Regions from separate parts of the Bombyx mori genome. Here region 1 is linked to region 2. The links are chromatin contacts, called in public Hi-C maps. All regions are on one chromosome and are shown on one strand. The core of a region is the stretch at or near the end of the contact, and the rest is flanking DNA. Distances in the headings are between cores, read along the strand shown.

What was found. Hi-C and Micro-C count contacts between places; a contact is called where the count stands out from the background.
Region 1: a Hi-C map of midgut shows a contact between it and region 2, with 1.5 times the contacts expected there. The contact joins the promoter of myc here to the enhancer-like site in region 2. A contact is called at or near these places in 2 of 7 Hi-C or Micro-C datasets (midgut and whole pupa).

What each region holds. Positions count from the first base shown.
Region 1 is chr11:18,939,526-18,945,147 of ASM3026992v2, forward strand. myc (c-myc) reads left to right here and starts at 3,371. Exons shown (of 3, transcript NM_001257008.1): 1 at 3,371-3,617.
Region 2 is chr11:18,874,882-18,881,026 of ASM3026992v2, forward strand. No RefSeq gene overlaps it. Among protein-coding and RNA genes, the nearest start is that of LOC134199757, 65 kb to the left of the region's middle. Within about 2 kb of position 1,855, at least 3 of the 8 cell types and tissues checked have open chromatin away from gene starts, as enhancers often do.

The DNA of each region.
Region 1 (5,622 bases), core at 2,121-4,620, 66 kb after region 2:
CGTGGGAAGAACGATATCTGGATACGTACTGTTCTACTAGGTTACATCTAGCCGCGAACCGAGGTCTGATGAAGTCAAAATTACTGCTAGTGAAATGGAATGGATTATAAGTAAGTTATTTGCTTTAGTAGACACTAAAACATATGGCTTACTCTGTTATAAGCTGGCCACTTTGAACACTCCACGTTTACATACTGTTGATAATTAAAAACTTATTACAATTTAAGTGACGGGCGAATTTAAAATTACTAGAGGTTCCGCAGTAGTCGAAATTCGACTATAATTATTTGGAATTGTAAGTTTGTACACTATTATGATTGTATTTTATACTTCTATAATCACAAATTTCGCCAAGACTACACTATAAAAAATAGTAACAAAGACAAACAATATTTAATCTATTCTCAATTTGACCACAGACGTCAAGAACAAAAGTTTGACAATTAATAGTATGCATGCGTGTGTGCGTCAAATACATGGTATGTAGTGTGTGTAATGTTTTCTTTATTGATTTAATATATCTTATTTGCATTATTTAAAAACAATATTAGCATTGTGCACTTCTTCTCTATATTCTCTATAAGTGTGTAAAATTTCATACTTCTCCGTCCGCGCAATTTTCGTAAAAAGGGATACAAAGTTTTTGCTTCACGTATTAATATATAGATATCGTTCAAATTTTCTAGATTCAATGCGAAAAGTATATACATATAATGATATTTTAGTGTCTGTCTATTCATTGAAAGTTCGATGACGCCATAGGTACTTCACAACCGAATCATAATGTTTAATAACATAATTGTGCTTCAATTCATTTTCAATTACATAATTAATACTGATAACGCTAATCATTAACGTTTGTACCACACTACAGTAATTGCCGTGTGATATTAATGATTTGACCCGTAAATGTTTTGAGATTTTAGCCATAAAGTGGCTTCAGTACAACACATGCATAGTTCTTCGCTCCCTTCACTATTCAGAACTCAATCTCCAGTTTCATAGACAAAATAATTATGATTGATTTAAATTAAAAGTCATATTCTAATTATGAAATATACGTAATTATTGAGCCAAATGATAAACATGTTTAAAGCTAAAACATTATCGTAAAGATATCAAAGTTATTTATTCAGTATTTGTTATGTAAGCAGATCGAAATTCGATGACATAATTATATTATTCATGTGTAATTAAAATATCGACAATGTCACGGTTTGCGGTAGATTACAAGCTTCCATTTTAATACTCGCACTGACTGTCAAAACCGTTAACTTGTCAAAATAATGAAGAGACACATAATGAAAATTGACGTAACAGCCCTAGACATTTGTAACGGAAAAAATTCAAATAATGAAGTCAGATAATGTTTTTCTTAAATATAACACTTATTGTTGAAGGAATGAAGATCAAAATCGTAGTATGCTTGCTCATTAAATAGGACGCTTTTTTTATACATGTAAAGCGATCTTTTTCGGTCAACCCTTTTTTTCGGAAGCACGTATTCTGAGTTTCCTGTGTATCTATTTATTTCATAATAAAAGGGATGCACAAATTTTAATGTGAAATTAATAAAGGGTTGAAGGGTTACGCGTATTGAGAGATTGATCCGATTCAAATGTAGCTTTCGCGATAAAAAAAATAAGTCTTAATGCTTTTTTCAAATTAGGTTTCCAAAGATGATTTAGGGGTAGGCCTTTTTGAAATAGAAGTAGGAAGTAATTATTTCTACAATTGTAATGATTTGACATGAATTTAACATTTCGACTTTAAGTAGCTTTTAGATACAAAATACATTTCAATAAACGATACAAATGTGAATATACTAAATGCATATTCTCGTATTTATAGCTTGGTTAAAAATAATAGTGAATTTTTAACCAAACATATCGACTTACAACAGGCATTGGCCGGTCAACGCCATCTATGAGGATACTTAGAAAACAACAATCTGCATTCTAGTAAATCTAAACAGTGCTATCTGAAGATCAAAGTAAATAAAACCTTAAGTAGATAAAAATAAGCAAACGACTACGTAGATACTGTTCATATTCGGTTATATTGAACGGATTTTAATTTTTCGCATTACCATTAGGGACCAAAAATATTTATTTTTAGAAACATTACTAATTTGTTCCTTTATTTTATGGCGTTGTACCTAAAAATTACGAGATACTTATACAAGCCGTTAAGTTCAGAGTCGCAAAATTTTTATTGGAGGGAATGCAATGCGTGGAATGCGGGGTCGTTGAACTCTGCGGCGGGTATATAGGGTTGGTTAAAAACAGGATTACTGTACCTATTCTGTTCCCGGTTTGGTACGTGTGCGTAGTACAGGGTAGTAGTTGCTAAAATGTTTGTTTTATTAAAAATTACGAATGTACTTTTGAACATTCCGTTCTAGTTGTTTATAAAAAATTTAAATCCGATAAATAATATTACAACAATTAAGTTGTCATTAAATGAGGTATTGTAAGAATGGGTATGACTTAGGTATGGATATTGTACTATCAAAAGAATATGTAAAGTGCCAAGTTTTCATTAGGATTTAAACTCGTTTTAAAATTCAAAAGCTTACAGTCACATTATATTGAATTTTAGTTTTCACGGACTCGGAGTTTTAATCTCGAAAAAGCTATATAACTTTGTAAGAAAAATATTTCAAACATTTGTATCAAATTTATATTGTAATAAATACATTCAGTGTTTCAGAGCTAATGAATATATGCAATCGTGTGGGCTATCTACAAAATGTACATCAATTCATCAAAATCGCTCAGGAATTTCTGGTTCGCGCCATAAGCTTAACTTTAGGAATGTCGATCGACTGGCTTCGATATATGCAGTGCTAAAACCATAGGCACGCACAATCTACCGTGAACGAGGCCGCCGGCCAAGTGAAGTGACTCCGACCGACGTGCGACTATAGCCGCTTGAGTCTCAGTCGTTCCAAACGACTCGGTCGCTTGCCTAGAGGTGCTTCGTCGACTTCTCGAGCTACTCGCAATACGCACACATCGACAATACACCAACACATCTTTAAAGGCTGCTACGCTGATTTCCTTCTTTGAACTACCCCTCCTCCCCCTGAGACGCCGATCAACATATCGCAATTTTACTGTAAATTAAAGCTATTACAGTGTAGTTTTTTGGAGATAAGATGTAAATGGACATACGAGTGTAATTCTTAAATAAACGTGTGGACAGAGAACGTATTTTCAGTGTATTTCGTGAATGACATAGAATTAGCCGGAACGCGGAGTGGGGGGACTGACGCCGTGTCAGCGGGCGCGGGTCGCGGAGGCACGAGTCGCAGACCACCGCTCGCTACGGGGCCCGCTAGAATAGTCGTGTCCACGGCATCAACCGAATTGCACGCGCGGCTTTCGTTCGAACCGGCCGGCTCCCGAATAATGTTTCAGTGTTTGACAAACTCAATCGGAGGTCTCGGAAGAAGTATCGTTTTTAATAATTTACGCTGTATAACCGACCGCATATTCTCAGTGAGTGTTACGCAGTGTGTACGGAAAAAACTTTGTCGAAGATTTTGAATTATCTTGTGTAAAATTGTGTAATTCACCGGCCGCGGTCGGATCGCATTTTGCACAAACTTTTTGGTGAGTGTTCTAACAATCAATTCATTCAGTCTTTATGATTTACACAGTGATTTCTAATAAATAAGTAGAAGTGAAAAAGTGGGTAATTAATATTTATTTCACGGCAAGGCGGGGCGTTGCCGGCAAGTTAGAGTCATGGGTATAATGGGTTTTTCTGCGAAATGCCAGCGCCAAAATTCGTTTTATTCGATTCGTTTTATTATATTCTCTTATTTAGTAAGTTTTTTTTACATAACCCATAGATTACATAGGAACTTAGGAATTTTGCACTTTGGCGGGTATTTTTAAAAGATGCCATCTTTTTTTACTTATGAAGATGCTTGTCACTCATTCCATTTTTATGATTGTTCGATGATAAATTATCAAGAAATATCTTTAAGTGTAACGCTTCTCATCAGTTCGGTTCATTTAAAAATTTAAATAATAAATGACTGCATTATTTATTTACAATAATTGTCTAAGTATAACGGATATTAATGAAAAATTACTAATATATACCTAACATACATATAAATATATATTAAATAAAAATGTACCAACTTCAAAATAATAAATGTAAGTAATCTTATTGAAGTTTCACATAGAAAATATTATATGGTGTAAAGGCAAAAAATAACTAAATCGTGTAGTTGTGTTAATATAAGGTAATTTGAAAACCTGGTAGCTATGTATGTCCGGTTACTGAAATATTCTTAATATTTTATTTAAACAACCAAACAAGAATTATAAAAAAAAAAACTAAAATGTAATGTAACACAAGTCAATATCCTCGGACACGACGATTAATTATGAAAATTGCATAACTTACGATTAAGTATGAAAATTGCATAACTTTATGAAAACACATACAGTCAAAATCTGTTATAACGACATCGAAGGGACTGCTCATATTCAGTCGTAAAAACCGATAGTCGTAACAACCGGTGAAGTTTAATGTGTATCGTGCAAGTACAAACAAATCGATAGGGAATTATTGGAAAAATATATTTACATAATACGCGATTTTTCTTCAATATTAACTTGTTTTCTTTTTCTTTGCGAGATTTTGAAAGTTTCACGAATAACTCCACAAAGTTTTGGTGCGTCTTGTGTATAGATAAGTAACAAACTAACTGAAGAGATATGAAGAAGTGGGCTTTGACTACCGCATGCACGTGTTTTGTTTCTAAGAATTAGAAAAGACCCTACACTTAACTAAATCCTATTGTTTTCTTTCCTGATTTTAAAAGCCATTGAAGACAAATGTGGATACCTATTCAAATTGTTTACAATACAGCTTAGCCGGTCGTTCTAACAGATCTAATTCTCCGAAATATTAGTTAAATGTGGTCGTTTTATGAGGTATGTCGTTATTACCAATGTCGTAGAAAGCAATATTTTTAATAAGGCGGTCATATGGCATTCAGCCGGGACCTTTGTTCTTGGTTATTATAACCGGTATGTTGTATTAAACGATGTCGCAGTAAACGGTTTTGACTGTATTTCCAAAAATTATGAAATTAAATATTTCTCAAGTTTTAACAAGACAACGTAACTTTATATCCCATAGATTAAAATACACTTAATGATAATTCTCAAATTATAATTAATTATGCATGTACGTATCCTCGTAATTTCAAACATATTGCTAACGCGATAACAGGAAAATAACACTGGCAATTGTTTTATTAGTAAACATTCATTTCGCGCCAACTTGAGCTGGTAAACAAAAACATTTCTAAAGAAAAAGAAAAAAATCTTTACCTGACGGAGTCTACAAAAAAATGGCGGGAGCAGTATTGTCCCACCCCAGGTATTGAATTCCGGAAAAGCACCCGGACGCTCCGGGCGACTAATTATTAAAGTAAAAATGGGATAATGCCCAAGGTTAATACACTCTTTTAAATAGTTTGGTTTCGCATCCAGACTTCAGTCTAGTTCCGAGCTCCGTGGTGGACACTTCAGAGATACAGTTGTACCATCGTCGTGTTTGTAAATAAAAAGGGGTCAACACCCCCCTTGCGTG
Region 2 (6,145 bases), core at 605-3,104:
GATAAATAAGTCGTATGAATTAGATAATACAAGATATAATTACTGCTTAAACATGTCAATTTCAGGTGCCATACACCAGCGACAAACCAGGCGCCAATAGCAGCGCTGATCGCCGGTGGGACACGGCATACACAGGATGGCCGAATGTTATCGAGCAACACTTCCAGCCTCACATTATAAATTATTTACGAAATTAGGAAATATATAGAACTTATTATTCTTATAATATAATTAGTAATTTCATAATCAAGTAAATAGTTCATTCATATTTCTTTATACTTATAATATTTTATGGGCGCCTTCCGCTTGACAGCTTCCGGCGCAATAAGCCTTAATGTTATTTATGTTACATAATTCGATATTATTAAATAGTAATTGTACGTAAATAATCAGCAGAATAATTAAGATGAACAATGTTTAATATTACCTACTCAGTTTGTATTAAAATAGGTCAAGACGATTGTATAAATACCGGCGTTTAGCATATCTCTGGGGCATTCGTATTCTACCCACCATAACGTGTACTAAAGAGAATATATTATTTCGTGTGGATGTAAATTGTCTCAATTGTCGCCGCCACCCTGAGGATCCGTTTATACAAAGTTATTTTCGTATTTACGATATTTTATTATATTATTCTTATTAATATAAGATTATTTTGGAGCAGTATATAGGTATAATATTGGTTTCATTTAAATCGGATGCTGCAAAAAAGTGGTCGTCTTTTCAAAGATTTTGTAATAATTATTTTTATGTTGCCAGCCTTTATTTGCAGGTTATACGGGTGATTGAGCTCACGGTCCATTTGGTGTTAAGTGATTGGCCATAGAAACACAGCGTGATCATTACCACCGACCTGGGCATGTTTCACCCTTCAAATCGTTTCAAAGCTGGATAGACTATCTTCACTGCGATCCTAACATGGACGGATATTAAAAGTTTAGTGACTTGAACAACATTGACGCTTTTGGGTAGTTTGAAATGTCCTCGGAACTATTCATCCTAATAATAAAGTGATGGCCCTTCGCTCATGTGTCGAATTAGTGAAGGATTAGCGGACAGGAATGTTATCAGGAGTGCGATGGCGCCAACCACGGCGCCGCGAGCCTTATCGAGATTCCTTGTAATAGTAAAACGTACTGTACACAGTAAAGTTCTATATCAGTAAATAAATCGTGATCCCTTCATAAAGTTACTAAGCATTTGTTTTTCGTGTTTACAAAAGATAATTCGAACGGTTAGCGTGGTATGGACATGTGATGCGTAGAGAGGAGATGCATGTGACTAGGAGATGTATGAAAATGGTAGTGCAAGGTAAAGGGGGAAGAGATTGACCGAAGAAGACATGGATGGAGTGTGTGAATGACGATATGAGAGACAGAGGAGTGGGTGTTGAGATGACGGCTGATGAAAGAATGAAATAGAAAAATTCGCTGTGTTAAATTTACTTCGATAATCACTGTTGAAGGTCGCGGGAATCCGCTAGATACAAGCAGAGCGGGACCAGCCGTTTTAGCGAGGCTTGGGGGAGGTTTATGCCCGTCTGAGGGTCGAGAAGAAGAGGAAAGATCATCTCCGAATTTTCTATTTGGTTTGAAATTGAAACTGTTAGTATGCTTCTAGCATCTTCACGTGCCTATTATAAAAACCTTATGTTCATTACAGAATAAGTCAAAACTAAAGACGAAACTAGAAGGGGCCCTCGAAGCGATCAGCGGTTACATAAAAATAAATCTGCAAAATTTTAGCAATTTGACCTACTGATTTAATATAGACTGGAATTAAAATGAATCGTTATCAGCGAGTTGATAACGCTATAACGCAACATCAGGAAGGCAGCGTTTCGACTGGCACACATGCAATGCACATGTCATCATCGTTACGCATCACTATCCTCTAATATACAAACCGAATGTATGCAGCTACGTTTGTTTGCAACGCGGTCGCGCTGATTATCCGCTTGAATTTTAATCTTCTTTATTATTTTCGAAATCTTTTTTATTATTTTTTTATTGCCCTTGTAGGCAGACGGGCAGACGGGCATACAGCCTACCTAATGATGAGGGCATACCGTCGCCGTAGACGGCAGACGCAATTCCAGGGGCAGTGCCAACTTGCTGCCTACCGTAAAGTTCTCTCCAGAAGCCTCGTTTGAAGAAGGACGGAAACACCGTGGAGGGGAGCTCATTCCAAAGCCGGTTGATACGTGGAAAAAAAAGATCTCTGTAAATACACTGTGCTATTATTATGCTGTACCTAATTGTTATATTTGGCGATAATATACGTGGCGCGCTTATAATGCTTTACTTACTTTACTGGTGGTAGGACCTCTTGTGAGTCCGCACGTGTACCACCCCGCTTATTTCTGCCGTGAAGCAGTAATGCGTTTCGGTTTGAAGGGTGGGGCCGCCGTTGTGACTATACTGATACCTTAAAACTTATATCTCAAGGTGTGTGGCGCATTTACGTTGTAGATGTCTATGGGCTTCAGTAACCACTTAACACCAGGTGGGCTGTGAGCTAGTTCACGCGTCTAAGCAATAAAAAAAAAATTTTTTTTTCTTCAATGGACGATCTCTTTGTCGCTCTGTGTTGAATGTTTACAGAATTGTGCACTCTATTTACGTTTTCACAACGTAAATAGGGTGCCATTTAGAGTGCTATTTACGTTTTCACAACGTAAATAGAGTGCCAACCAACCGGTTGATCGAGTCGAATGAATTGCATCCCTCTTCCTCCTCGCTGGCTATCCCTCTTACAACTTCTTCGTAATAGGAAGCGTGGTAGAATCTACGCCCGATCACCAGTGGTCTTGGTTACTTGGCTATTTTAATGGCAATGAAAAAATTTTAAATTTATTCCGTAACTGAGAGAACTTACAGGCATATAACGAATATATATATTGCTCAGGTCGGTGGACGAGCTCACGATCCACCTGGTGTTAAGTGGTTACCGGAGCCCATAGGCGTCTACAATTGATGTGCCGCCATCTACCTTGAGATATGAGTTCTTAGGTCTCAGTTTTTACAGTAAAACGGCTGCCCCACCCTTCAAACCGAAACGCGTTAGTGCTTCACGGCAGAAATAGGCAGGGTGGTGGTACCTACCCGTGCCGGCACAAAAGACGTCCACCATTACTACCTTAGCACTAGTAAATACCTTTGTTAACAATCATAGTTCGATAATGCGGTACCGATTTCTTTAAATGTCGCAATTAGTAAATTAGGTCAATTAGTTTGTGACTAGTAACAGTTTTTTTTTTTTTTTTATTGGCTTAGATGGGTGGACGAGCTCACAGCCCACCTGTTGTTAAGTGGTTACTGGAGCCCATAGACATCTAGAACGTAAATGCGCCACCCACCTTGAGATATAAGTTCTAAGGTCTCAAGTATAGTTACAACGGCTGCCCCACCCTTCGAACCGAAACGCATTACTGCTTCACGGCAGAAATAGGCGGGGTGGTGGTACCTACCCGTGCGGACTCATAAAAGGTCTTACCACCAGTAAAGAATTATAGTTTAAGTTTAATAGAATAACAGTTTTGAATATAAAATGTGTATGGATTTCGACGGGTACTCGTACGAATAAGTTTAACTAAAAACATGTTTTCCTGCAAAGTATTCATAGAATCATGAATCGATGTTTTGCAGTTGTATGATGTAACGCTATCCATTTTCGGCGAAACACGATAAACTAAAGAGCTCCCTATCTTTGTGACCAAATTGTAAATTAAATATATGAGTAATTGGCGGTTTTATAAAAATTAATTGGCATTGTAAGTTTGTACACTATTATGATTGTATTTTATACTTCTACTAGGTGACCCGGCGAACTTTGTTCCGCCTTAGAGGCAATAAATGGGCAGACTTTTGAGTTTATCAAGATAAATTTTAATGTAAATTAAAACCGCAAGTATTTTAATGATACTTTATTGGCCATGTATTTTAGTTGTTATTATTATTATTACATTTTTTTGTTCTTCTTCAGTCCTTTCAGCCGCAACGTTTCGAATCCTAGTTGCATTGCGGCTTCGTCGGGAAGGATTTGTTCGTGTTAGTCGCGACATGGCTTTTTTAATGATTACCTATCTCGGCACAATATTATAATAGAAACTCGAAACAAACACATCAACCGGTCAACTTCAAAATTGTACAATAATTCACCATAGACTACATTATGCTTAGCTGTCAGTTGCGTTTTGTTATTCCATATCAGTTGCGTATTGTTACACCACGTTTTATGTCACGTCCCACGGGAACGTGATAAAAAGTATTCAATGTCCTTCTCCTGGTTCTAAGCTACCTCCCCACAAATTTTCAGCCAAATCGGTTCAGCCGTTCTTGAGTTATAAATAGTGTAACTAACACGACTTTCTTTTATATATATAGATAATCACAAATGTCGCCAAGCCTACAAAAAATATTAACAAAGGCAAACAATATTTAATCTATACTCAATTTGACAACAGACGTCAGGAACAAAAGTTTGACAATAAATAGTATGCATGCGTGTGTGCGTCAAATACATGGTATGTAGTGTGTGTAATGTTTTCTTTATTGATTTAATGTATCTTATACGCATTATTTAAAAAAAAAATGTGTGCGTGTACTAGTGTACACACGTAAGAAGTGAAACTTCTTTATGGCCTTATTTTTCGAAAAATGATCTACATGCAACTTTCTAGAAATTGGTTAAATAAAGTTAAATTAGATAAAGTTTAAACAAAAGGATTTTATTATCATAGACATGAATACAAAAAAGTTAAATTAGATAAAGTTTAAACAAAAGGATTTTATTATCATAGACATGAATACAAAAAAGATGGCGCGTAACGGAAAAATGTGACGCGTAACCGAAAAATGTGACGGTAAATTTTTTTCCAACGCCGATAAGGAAGTTTCACTTCAAATATTAACATTGTGCACTTCTTCTCTATATTCTCTATAAGTGTGGAAAATTTCATACTCCTCCGTCCGCGCAATTTTTGTAAAAAGGGGTACAAAGTTTTTGCTACACGTATTAATAATATAGATGTTTTCTATGAATTCTTGGAAGTACTAAATTTTGCACTTAAAATTATATATACTTTTAGCTACCTCTGCATCAGACCGAGTGGTAATAGACGTATTATGCAGCCTCTAATTACATTGGTCTTAATGCCAATGTCGTTCGGAATCGGATGAATTGGAGCCTTCCTGTCTTCAGCAAGCGAGCCAGTGATTTTGTGAACTGTTCTATCTCTCTTTCCACAGCAGATTAACTTGTCTACTGGGCTGTAACTTCGTCTACTTTCGATGGTAATATAAAAACCTCTATTGACCGTCATCATCGCTCTTTATTAATTATTATTACTGTTTACTAGTAATATTATTTATGCTACTTTATCTTTACTATTCCAAAACCTCCACGATCTTTTTCTTCCCTTGTACCGATGAATATTAAATTTTGGAGTCTACCGCTGTGACGTAACTTGGAGCTAAAAGCTCTATTTGGTGCTGTTCATGAGGCTGGTGGTCTATCCGATGATTTGGAAGTGAAGTTAATTGACCCATAGAAATAAGGTGACACTACAGAGCTTGCATACGCCCCGTCATGACCTTTGCAAGTGTAGTGTTCGCTCACGCGGCCCGCACTGACTTGAAACTCCTTCAAATCATTCAACCCCGTTTTTGCAGGATAGCCGTCGGAGCCCCGTGGTTCGTCAGTAACGTCGACCTTCACGACGACCTGGACCTAGAGTCCAGCAGTAAGTATCTACAGTCGGCATCAATGCGCCATTTCGAAAAAGTGGCACGACACGAGAACCCTCTCATTGTGGATCCTGCGGACCGAATGGTAAACAGTCGATGTCGCCCAAAACACGTCATTTCGGATCCTTCTGATCCACTAACGGTGCTTTTAGGTACCACAAGCATCGGTCATCGTTCTCGTCGAACCCGTCGCTTGTGACGAAGGGCTCGGCGAGTAAATTAACCCACAGACACAGCCCACTGAGTTTCTCGTCGGATCTTCTCAGTGGTTCGCGTTTCCGATCCGGTGGTAGATTCTGCGAAGCACTGCTCTTGCTAGGATTCGCTTTAGCAACAACGTCAGGTGTGAGCCGCGTGAGCTCACCTACTCGCCCGGTGACGCTGATATGGTCTCT